Regions from separate parts of the Muntiacus reevesi genome. Here regions 2 and 3 are each linked to region 1. The links are chromatin contacts, called in public Hi-C maps. All regions are on one chromosome and are shown on one strand. The core of a region is the stretch at or near the end of the contact, and the rest is flanking DNA. Distances in the headings are between cores, read along the strand shown. Region 1 holds the start of VPS45 (vacuolar protein sorting 45 homolog). Region 2 holds the start of PRPF3 (pre-mRNA processing factor 3). Region 3 holds the start of LOC136146349 (histone H2B type 2-F-like).

What was found. A called contact is a pair of places that touch in the nucleus more often than the background predicts.
Region 2: a contact with region 1 is called in a Hi-C map of muscle, with 4 times the contacts expected there. The contact joins the promoter of PRPF3 here to the promoter of VPS45 in region 1. A contact is called at or near these places in 2 of 3 Hi-C or Micro-C datasets (blood and muscle).
Region 3: a contact with region 1 is called in a Hi-C map of muscle, with 7 times the contacts expected there. The contact joins the promoter of LOC136146349 here to the promoter of VPS45 in region 1. A contact is called at or near these places in 2 of 3 Hi-C or Micro-C datasets (blood and muscle).

The regions. Positions count from the first base shown.
Region 1 is chr1:83,071,192-83,074,951 of mMunRee1.1, reverse strand. VPS45 (vacuolar protein sorting 45 homolog) reads left to right here and starts at 1,911. Exons shown (of 15, transcript XM_065905115.1): 1 at 1,911-2,101; 2 at 2,741-2,875. The coding sequence starts at 2,009.
Region 2 is chr1:82,845,922-82,849,681 of mMunRee1.1, reverse strand. PRPF3 (pre-mRNA processing factor 3) reads left to right here and starts at 1,745. Exons shown (of 16, transcript XM_065905026.1): 1 at 1,745-1,865.
Region 3 is chr1:83,300,244-83,304,003 of mMunRee1.1, reverse strand. LOC136146349 (histone H2B type 2-F-like) reads right to left here and starts at 2,185. Exons shown (of 2, transcript XM_065905197.1): 1 at 1,809-2,185. The coding sequence starts at 2,185. LOC136162415 (histone H3) reads right to left here and starts at 3,663. Exons shown (of 1, transcript XM_065927059.1): 1 at 3,253-3,663. The coding sequence starts at 3,663. The coding sequence ends at 3,253.

The DNA of each region.
Region 1 (3,760 bases), core at 662-3,161:
AATTCAAATTATAGGTTGCTATTGTTGTCCAATTGCTAAATTGTGTCCGACTCTTTGTGACCTGGTGAACTGTAGTCTGCTAGGCTCCTCTGTCCCTGGGATTTTCCAGGCAAGAATACTGGTGTGGGTTGCCATTTCCTCCTCCGGGGGATCTTCCTGGACCAAGGATTGAACCTATAGCTCCTGCACATGTATGCAGATTCTTTACCAATGAGCCACCAAGGAAGACCAAACTATAGATAAGAAAAAACAAAAACCAATGACATGAGAGAATTTTCAACTATTGATAACTTACAAGATCTGCAGTTACTTCTTTCATTAACAATTGTTTGCTGTTTTCTATATTTTAAATTGTATTATACTTTAAGTAAAATATTTATTATATTTAAAAATTCAAATAACATTTTAAAAAAGAACAGAATTTTCAGATATTAAGATATCTCTCATTTGTATCCATTTAAAGATTCATATTTCCACTTTAATATAATTTTTCTTGCAAAATGTACCTCAAAAATAGAAAAGAACGCCAAAACGGAAGTTTTATTTATGCGGTAGAAAAGCTGAAAAGGAAAGAAACTTCAGAGGGGACAAAAACCTATGGTATTTCAAGCGGTTTCTGACCTGTAAAGGATTTGAAAATTGTATACAAAGTTTTATAAAATAAGCTTAACAGCCAGATTCATGTTAGCGTGCTCCGGGTGTAATTTTAACTGTACACTTCACACAACAGAATGAAAGAATAATGATTTGGTGATGTTGAATGTATTGATTAAACTGTGAGTCCAATAAACACTGGTTACTTTTTTGGTAGAAATATGTACAAGCAATTACAGTCACTGATTTCTTGCAGTTGTTTCTTGTTATGTTCCTGATTTTACAATTCCCCAACGCAAAGGTGCAGAAAACTAATATTTACCCTCCTTTTCGAAAAATGGCATGATGAAGAGAAGACTCGCAGGGTATAAACACAAATGCAGACTTTTGGAAGTTGATGACTTTAAGATTCATTCTGTTAAGTTTTTGTCATTTCTCAAACAAAATTTTTGAGTTTTTCCTTAAAATTCCAGCGCTTCTTTGCATTAGCCCAACCAAGTACATGATCCCTACCCATTTTGACCCTGTTCACTGCTCCTGCCCGCAGTTTCAGCATCGCAGGTCCCCGGTATCCGGGGCGAGTTGAAGCCCACGAAGTCCAAAAACCCAGGGTCCCAAAACTGGGAGGTTCCTGGCTCCGTTGGACCCACAGTCTGCGAGTTCCAGCGGCAGACCACAGCTCCAGGCTCTCCTAGGGGACCTGAGACCTCTCCCAGAATATCCTGTTCCTTTTGTTCTTTTGTTCAACAAACGTGTTCAACTTCCGATGCCCCTCAGTCTTCGGAAAATCATTTCGGGCCTCGCTTTGCAGGGCAGCGTCCTCGCCTTGTTAATGACCCAAAGAAGCTGCGGAAGACGAATGTCGGGAGCTATTTAGCAGGTATTACCAAACGCTGTCCCTCCAAGTGCCGCGCATCTGCGGGGAACATAAAGCCTCCTCCCTTCCCTTCATCCTTCACTACCACCCAAGAAAGCGTTAATGGCAAAGAGCGACCACGGCGAAGCTCTGCCGTGCGTGCATCCGAGCCAGCCTTATGCCAAGTTCCTCCACACCGCGAGGCGCCACCTTCTCCCCAAGCCAGCAGGAGGGGTGGCAAGCCGCGGCCAGGCCTCGAGGTTAAGGGAGGGGTCTGAGCATCGAAGCCTCAAAAACCTCCGGGCTGGAGGTGAATCGAGAATCACGTCCGGGATTGGCGGGGTGTCTCTGCTGAATTCTTGCATCCAGTCGGGAAGCTGGGTTCCCCGGACCGCGTAGCGGAACTACAACTCCCGAGACCACTGCTGCCCGGACTTCCGGAAGCCAGAGCTGGCCGGGGAGGAAGTTGCTGAGACCCGGCCAAAAGGACGGGGGTTAATTTAGGAAGAAAAACGGGGGGTGGGAAGAGCTTTAGGGCTAACCTGTCAATTCGCCACCATGAACGTGGTTTTTGCTGTAAAGCAATACATTTCCAAAATGATAGAGGACAGCGGACCTGGCATGAAAGTGCTTCTCATGGATAAAGAGACGGTGAGTTTGCTTTTGCTCAGTGTTTGGGAGGGAAACCTCCTCCCTTGCAATAGCTGGTCCCATGCCAGTGTAGGGTTTAGCATTTAATTAAAGATTTGTAAGTTCATCATGGAACTGAAAGGCTTTATATAAAGCTTGCCTAGATGGTTTTCAGTCTGAATGATTCTCACTACTGCCAGAGTCTTCTTGTACCCAAAACAATTGATTGAAATCAGAAATCCGTTTCTAAATGCCTCTTGCCAAGAAATTATATATAAGACAGACCACCGGGAAGACTTTGGGATGGTCCTGTTATTTCCACTCAGCGTTGTGTTTTTAAAGTAAAGCTATTAGAGCTCAAACTGAGATGACAGGTTATTATTTATCGGTCACAAAATTTAAAAAAAAAAAAAAACTTAAGGTGGTGGGAAACTTTTTATTTGTCAATTTATGGGTTGTCCGTGTTCGGAGAGAGCATTTCATTCTGGTACATTACTTATTATTTTAGATGCTCAGTAAATGTTATTACATATGTTAGTATTTAAGTTATCCCAGTAAGTATAGTATTAATGAAAAAAAATTTTTTTTAACTCTTAGGTATTGCTGCTTGTTTTTATTATTCTGGACTAGCATAATATTAGTTAATTTTTTTCTTTACAGACTGGCATAGTGAGTATGGTATACACACAATCGGAAATTCTCCAGAAGGAAGTGTACCTTTTTGAACGCATTGATTCTCAAAATCGAGAGATCATGAAACACCTGAAAGCAATTTGTTTTCTTCGACCTACCAAGGTACTGCATAAACAGCTGCCATCTGCTTAGGCAAATACAGCACACTATGATCTGGAAGTATTATGAAGACAAGATAAATTTCTATTATCATCATTTGTGGCATCATAATTATACTGGCTTATCAGTCATGACTTTCCTGCTTTCCATATCTCAGTCACTCCTCACAGCTAGATTTCCTTCAAGATGTTATGTAGGTTCTCAGTTACTTGCAAAGCCACTAACTGCCCTGAGACCCACATCTCTATTCTGAATGAAACTCCACACCTATCACACTGAACACCGTTACCATTTAATCTTACATACTTATGTCAGTGTTTTGAGTCTTTATCGTTTTATTCATATCTATGTTTAGGAATCTTTAATGGCTCAATTTTACTTCCCTGACATATTTAGTAGCCCTCAGAGCCCTCCTTTAGCTGGCCTGGTCTGCCCTTATGTTTTCAGGCTTGTATGTCCTGTCTCTGCTCCTCTACTGCAGCCAAATAGGCCTTTGTATGATCCTTCTACATGCTCACTCCTGCCCTGTTTATTCTTTTCTCCTAATTAAAGGTTCTTTAGCCTTCTGTCGGTTTTCGTCCATTATCTTCGAAATCTAACTTGAATCCTCCTTTAAAAATCCTTTACTATTTGTCTTATTTTGTATATTCTCTTGATTGATATTCATGTTCTTAACTCCAGTGCTTGTACATTATGTACTTTCCAAGATACAAATCTGACCGTTTCACCACGCTTGAAATCCTTGAATGATTTCTCATTGCTTTTATGATAAAGACACAACTCCTTAAGTGTGGCGTGCAAGGCCATGTATGGTCTAGTTCCTACTATTTCTATAGCCTCATTTCAAACCATTCCCCGTTTGGTCTTAGCCACACTATTCTTTCAGTC
Region 2 (3,760 bases), core at 496-2,995, 230 kb after region 1:
GATCCTTAATGGCCTCCCAGCTGCATTTTTTAATATCTGAACTGCCATAAGAGTGGTATCAAATGCATACCTGAGGTTGTTGATATTTCTCCCAGCAATCTTGATTCCAGCTTGTGCTTCATCCAGCCCAGGGTTTCTCATGATGTTCTCTGCATATAAGTTAAATAAGCAGGGTGACAATTACAGCCTTGACGTATTCCTTTTCCTATTTCGACCAGTCTGTTGTTTCATGTCCAGTTCTAACTGTTGCTTCCTGACCTACACATAGGTTTCTCAAGAGGCAGGTCAGGTGGTCTGGTATGCCCATCTCTTTCAGAATTTTCCAATTTATTGTGATCCACACAGTCAAAGGCTTTGGCATGGTCAGTAAAGCAGAAATAGATGTTTTTCTGGAACTCTCTTGCTTTTTCAATGATCCAGCAGATGTTGGCAATCTGATTTCTGGTTCCTCTGCCTAAAACCAGCTTGAACATCTGGAAGTTCACAGTTCACGTATTGCTGAAGTCTGGCTTGGAGAATTTTGAGCATTACTTTACTAGCGTGTGAGATGAGTGCAATTGTGTGTTAGTTTGAACATTCTTTGGCTTTGCCTTTCTTTGGATTGGAATGAAAACTGACCTTTTCCAGTCCTGTGGCCACTGCTGAGTTTTCCATATTTGCTGACATAGCGAGTGCAGCACTTTCACAGCATCATCTTTTAGGATTTGAAATAGCTCAACTGGAATTCCATCACCTCCACTAGCTTTGTTAATAGTGATGCTTCCTAAGGCCCACTTGACTTCACATTCCAGGATGTCTGACTCTAGGTGAGTGATCACAGCATCGTGATTATCTGGGTCGTGAAGATCTTTTTTGAACTATGATTACTCCATTATAATTTCAATTTTTCATCAACTGTAAAAATATGGTGGCCATTAACTGAAATGAGGGAGACTGTGTTGGGAGCTGGTTTGGGGAGGACGGTGGTGGTTAGAATCAGGAGTTTAGACTTCGTCATGTAAGTTTAGGAACTCTACATGTATGTAACCAACTGCATATAGTTATATACCAAGCAGCTCTACTGAACTCTCTGAGAAGCTTTACTGAACTCTCTGACGACTCTTGTGGTCTTCACAGCAACCCTATGAGGTGGATTTTTTTTTTTACAGGTGAGGAAACAGCTTAAGGAACTTGCCTAATGTCACAGATAATGAGTGGGAGAGCTGTAATATAAATACAGACGGCTTTAAAACTCGTGCTGTTGCTTAAATCATTAAGTAATACTGAATCTCAGTGGATGCATGACATATAGTAATAGATAGTCATTATTTGTTCCGTGAAAGAATGGAAGGGGAAAAACAACAACACTAAAAGGGGGGAGGGGGTACCATGATCTCTGGCACCACTGTTAAGTTACGGACAATAGCTAAGGAGGGGATGCTAGGGATCCTTAATGCTAGGGATCACGACTCTTGGAGGCTTTACTTTGTACTAGAAAGTCCGGGTTTAGCCCAAACGCAGAAGCCCTGCTTTTAGTTCTAGCATAACCGTAGTGCGCTTATTCGCCACACTAGGAGTACTATAGGCAGCCCAATTTATGCTTCAGGTAACACTAACGTTGCACACCTTTACCTGGGCAAACCGATGAGGCGAGGAACTAGCCAACGTAAAACTTTAGGGCTCCGCTACGCATGCGCTCCCTCTCTGGGCGGCTAGTAGCCACTACGGCTGCGCGAACCGGCGGCCCCACCCTCCCTCGTCACGCGTTGTGGGACCGCGGCGTGGCGGCGGCCGTGGCGGTAGCGACGGCAGGCCATAGGGCGGCCAGAGGGTTTCCGGTTCCGGTGTAACGTTCGGGCTCCGTCTCAGGGGCTGAAGTTTGTGAGGTGAGTAGTGGCCCGGGGCCCGGAGGGGGTATCCTGTTGTCCTAGTGTTTGGGGTAGGGTTCAGTTCGAGAGAAGGACAGAGGCGGGAAGGTTCAGCGGAAAGGAAGCTGAGCAAAGAACAAGGTTCTGTGGGAGAACGGGTTGGAATGAGGTTGTTGAGAGGGAAAGGGCGGGGGCGGGAAAGGGGCGAGCTGAGGGGACTCGCACTGAGATGAGGAGTTGGGGTAGAACAGGTGAGTGGGGGCTGGTCAGAGAGACGGGATGAGCAAAAAAGAAACGAATGGGAGTTTCAAGGATGAAATTCGACTTGTAGCAAAGAACACAGAGAAAGAAAATCCTTCAGAAGATTAAATTCTGTTGCCTGCTCATTCAGAGATCATTCTGCCTTCCTCTCCTTCCACACCAGAACCACACCCCACCCCTACCCCACGCAGTTACTGTTGAACAATTGATTAGTGACAAAGCTCGTTACTGTTTGGAACTTTTATTTTGCCCACTGGCTGTTTAGTTTGCACGTTATCTTATGGAGGAATGGGTTGAAGTTGTGTACATTTGTTAGTATAGTGCTTGGGCACACGTTTCATCTAATAGAGTGATGCCCCACTTGTAGCTCTGGATTTTCAAATTGTTTACTCTTTCTAGCCTATGATTCAGTTCCAGTGGAATATAAATTCTGTTAAGGCAAGAATTCTTGTCTGTCTTGTTCACCGTTGTGTGTATTCTCAGCATTCAGTAGGCTGCCTGAAACTTACTAGGTATGCAGTAAATATTTATTGAATGAATTAAGTGCCTTATAAGAATGACAGTTGTCCTCACTTTGTAGGATGAGTGAACTGAGGCTCAGAGGAATTACTTGTCAGAAGACTGGTAAATGGTAGAGGTGTGTGTGAGCTCTTCACTCTATGGTGTCTGAATATGCTTCTTGTTAACATGTTGAGATTGATAGACTATATGCTGTCTCCTGATGGGTAAATAAAGCCACTGCAGATTTATTCATATTACATGTCACTGAGGCACAAAATACTTCACCTCTAGTTTCATGACTTTAAGCTACTAGTTTCATATGGTTATACCAAAATTATATACATTATTTAGCAATAGGTCTTCTAGAGGATAAACTTGCCAACAATGTAGAAGTTAATCAAGCTGTACCTTTTAGGGAAAAGATGTCTTAAAACATCTTGAAAAATTGACACCCAGATCGAACCCTGATGTGTGGCACTTCTGGGAGGAGGTTAACTTGGAATTGAGGTCAGTCTAATTTATTGTCTTTTAGACAGTATAGAGGAAATTATGGAAATAAAATTTTCTTTCTGCTCATGTAGAGTTTTGAGATTTCAGTAGGAGATAAGACTGTAAGCATGAATAGTTTAAGAACTGTACTGATTTGCATTAAATAACAGATTGTTGTAGAGTCTTGTATGATGGTTTCTCTATTAAGCTAAAAAGTAGAAGAATAAAGGTAAAGGTGAAAGAATACATCCAAAATGAGGGTAATCTTTTTATTTATTAATTTTTATTGGAGTATAGTTGCTTTGTAATGTTGTGTTAGTTTCTACTGTACAGCAGAATGAATCAGCCTTTCATATACATATGAAAAGGGTAACCTTTTCTGAACTGAGGGATTACTTATGACAGAGACCCTGTAGAACAAAAGAGAAAAGGATCTGGGTACAGAATTCCCACTGGGATGACAATGAATACAGAGAAATATGACAGAACAGTCTTGAGGATTAGGAGCTTTAATGTAAGATGTAACCCGGATAAGCCATCTCTTATTTGTGTTCCTTAAAAGAAGCCCTGGGTTAAGGAATGCCTGCCTGGAAGTAGGAAGAATAGAAAAGTTGGCCTGTGAGTGGGCTTTTTCAGTCTTGTTTTCATGTTATATGTTTGAC
Region 3 (3,760 bases), core at 936-3,435, 230 kb before region 1:
AGGTTTAATCTTTTAGTCACTGGATAAATAATGATGGCTTTTGATTAGATGAGCCAACTGCCAATGCTTTAACAACTTCAAAAGACCATAAGAAACATGGTCCCTAGTCCTCAGGGAGAAGAGAGCCCCTGAACTTTAGGATTCTAGTTGAGGAGAACAGATATAGTATCTGATGGGTAGAAGACAGACCACCCTGGCCTTTAAACGTATAGTGATTTTTCCTACCATAAAATGTATTGTATAATGATTGTTTTTCTTTCAAGTGGAAATTTTAGATTCTCAGTTGACTCATCTTTCCCTGGCTTCTTTGTCTGATAGTCTCTGGGGAAAGATGACTCACTGACAATCTTTATTTCTACGTGAAAGACAGAAATCACATACAGCCCACTTTATTCAACTTTTAATTAGATGTAAATTTGAACTCCTACATTATAAATTAAAAAAATTCTCTTTAAGCACAGTCATGTAAATTCCCCCAAGTTTGATTAATATAAAAACTTTGACTGTCAAGTGAATTGGAAACTAAGATTTTGTCCTTTTGCCTCAAGGGTATATTTTATTTGGTAAAATATCCAACCTTTGTCAGGATTAGTCTTGAGTTTCACAAATTCTGAGAGAGCCTTAGAAATTCATCCCACGTTAACTGTGCCCTTTTATACACCATGCCCCCAAAATCCATTAAAAAAAAAAAAAGACACCTGAGAATACCAAAATCCACCTCCCCAGTCCCCACCCCCAACCTGACTTTATCAGGGAACTTCAGAACAGGCACCTGGATGTATGTTTAGCAGGCTAGTAAGTGGTTCTTGCAACCAGGGAAGTTTGTTACAAAACTAAGACAAGGTCCTTGCCCTGGAGGAGATTATTTTCCTGTGGAGGAATGTAGGCAATCACAGTAAATTATGTGCTGGTCAGTTTTCACCAAAAGCAGAGGACAGGTGAAAATGTTTGATCTAAATGAGGACTAAATCCTAAAAGGGCGGGGGGGGGGGGGGGGGGTGGGAATACAGCCCTGAAGGAAAGGAAGCCTTTGGGCACTGGGTCTCTCAACCTTATCACAAGGATCAACGTTACGCACAAGAGGTAACTCTGGGCTGTGGGGGCGGAAAGCTGCCCTATATAGGATGTACCCACGGAACACCGGTAGCACCCTCCCAAGTGAGGTAGCACCCCTCCAAGTTCCCTGGAGTCCAAACGTCTCCAGATTTGCCAAACGTCCCATGGTTCGGGTTGGGGGGCGGAGTGCGAAAACTTATCTGGTCGAGGGTCACTAGACTAAGAAGTTAGGGGAGGATGGCTAAGTTGGGATTTGCTGATAGACCAACATACTAAAACCCCTGGCTATGTTGGCAAAAGCTTGGGACAGATACCCAGAGGTGTACGTTTAAAAAAAGACTAATATTAGTAAACAGCGAGGATTGGGGAACTCAAGACACTATCTGTACGTTGAGAGTAAATCCCAGCTCGTTTACTAAATAAAAGAACAAATAAATTTAGTAGGTTAGCCCCCCTCCCCCCGTACCTAGAACTCAGACTAGGCGGGTAGGGATCATCTTGAACACCATTACCAGCAAGACGACACTTACCATTAGGTGGCACCACTGGACCATTTCGAATTTGAATTGCTAGGGCAACTTTTACCATTGATCCAACCTAGCCCCACATCTAAACGCGACCCTAATTACGGACCCCCCAACGCAACTAATTCTTAAGTGTTTACAGCCACTTTCTCTGGTAAAGTAAGTGGCTCTGAAAAGAGCCTTTGTGTATAACGTAGATGTTCGATTTCGTCCTTTGAGCGCCCTTACTTTGAGCTGGTGTACTTGGTGACCGCCTTGGTGCCCTCGGACACCGCGTGTTTGGCCAGCTCGCCAGGCAGCAGCAGTCGCACCGCCGTCTGGATCTCTCGGGAAGTAATGGTCGAGCGCTTGTTGTAATGCGCCAGGCGCGACGCTTCCCCAGCAATGCGCTCGAAAATATCATTGACGAAGGAGTTCATGATGCCCATGGCTTTGGACGAGATGCCGGTGTCCGGGTGTACCTGTTTCAGCACTTTATACACGTAAACGGAATAGCTTTCTTTGCGGCTGCGCTTACGCTTCTTGCCGTCCTTCTTCTGCACTTTCGTGACAGCTTTTTTAGAACCTTTTTTCGGAGCAGGAGCGGATTTTGCTGGATCCGGCATTTTTGCAAGAACACACGCCACACGCTTGCACTAAACAATACCAACTACCTCAGACCGAGCCCTTTACGCGTTATTTATAGAGCCTTTATGCAAATGAAGGCTAACAGAGTACTGCATTTTTATTGGTTAATATACAACAGTGTCGTCATAGAGAGGCAGAGTCCATGTAAATAAGGTTCCGCTGGCGTTTTCTTAGTGGTTCTTACAACAAATGTCTTGTTAACCAATCAAAATGTTCAGTTTCACACTAAATTAAGTAAATGTAGTTTCACCTGTTTGGGGTCTTTTGTTAAATGATTTTCACTTTTTCTCGTTGACTTGTATATAGTAGCGATCTGAAGCGCGTGCTAAAGACAAGCTAACTTTCTCTTATTTTTGCATCGTTTTACTCCTCTGTACTATTTTGTGGAAGTTTGGTTCTGGTTTTCGCAACAATACCTTAGCCGCCCCACCCCACCCCCCTTTTTTTTTTTACGGTTTGCGCCTTCTGTCTCATGCAGTTAGGAAGATGGGATCCTACATATCTCAGGGCTCTTGTCCCCATTCTTAACAGGTGAAATACCGAGGAACTAATCGGGGATCGAGGATTTATCTAACACCTGGCCTAATTGTAGTAACTAGAATCGAGTTGAAACCGACTACCATTCCTACAGTAACCACATAATGGCGGCCTTCTTCAGTGTTCAGATTTGTGCTAACGTTTTGTACTAGCACCTTGGAAAGCGCTACAACTGGCAGAGAATTTAGCTTCTTGCAGTTTTCTCAGAAATCTAGGTTGGAGCTCTGCGCTAAGAAATCAAACCGGCTTGTAAGCGCAGTTTTCGTTAAAATGGCCTAGACCTCGCTTCTGGGGCTCCCTCTAGCGTCTGTCAGCTTTAATTCCATAACCTCACCACTCAACGCGTGTTAAAACGCCCCTACCCGCTTTACCCTTAACATTCGTGCTCTTAACATTGAGCTCTTAATAGAGCTCACCGACTAAAGTGAAAGCTGGTACAGCTGCTTTTTATGAAAACGTGGGTGGCTCTGAAAAGAGCCTTTAGATCGTCTACTTTAAAATGTACGCCTTAAGCCCGCTCCCCGCGGATGCGGCGAGCCAGCTGGATGTCTTTGGGCATGATGGTCACGCGCTTGGCGTGGATGGCGCACAGGTTCGTGTCCTCAAACAGCCCCACCAGGTAGGCCTCGCTCGCCTCCTGCAGCGCCATCACGGCCGAGCTCTGGAAGCGCAGATCGGTCTTAAAGTCCTGCGCGATCTCGCGCACCAGCCGCTGGAACGGCAGCTTGCGGATCAGCAGCTCGGTCGACTTCTGGTAGCGCCGGATCTCCCGCAGGGCCACGGTGCCCGGCCGGTAGCGGTGCGGCTTCTTGACGCCGCCCGTGGCCGGCGCGCTCTTGCGAGCCGCCTTGGTGGCCAGCTGCTTCCGCGGGGCCTTGCCACCGGTCGACTTGCGGGCAGTCTGCTTCGTACGTGCCATGGTTTCTCACAGGTTTTATTCAGCGGCCCTCCTAGGCAGTCTCATTTATAGACATAGCCTCGTCTTGATTGGACCAGAAAAGCTAGCAATTTCCGAA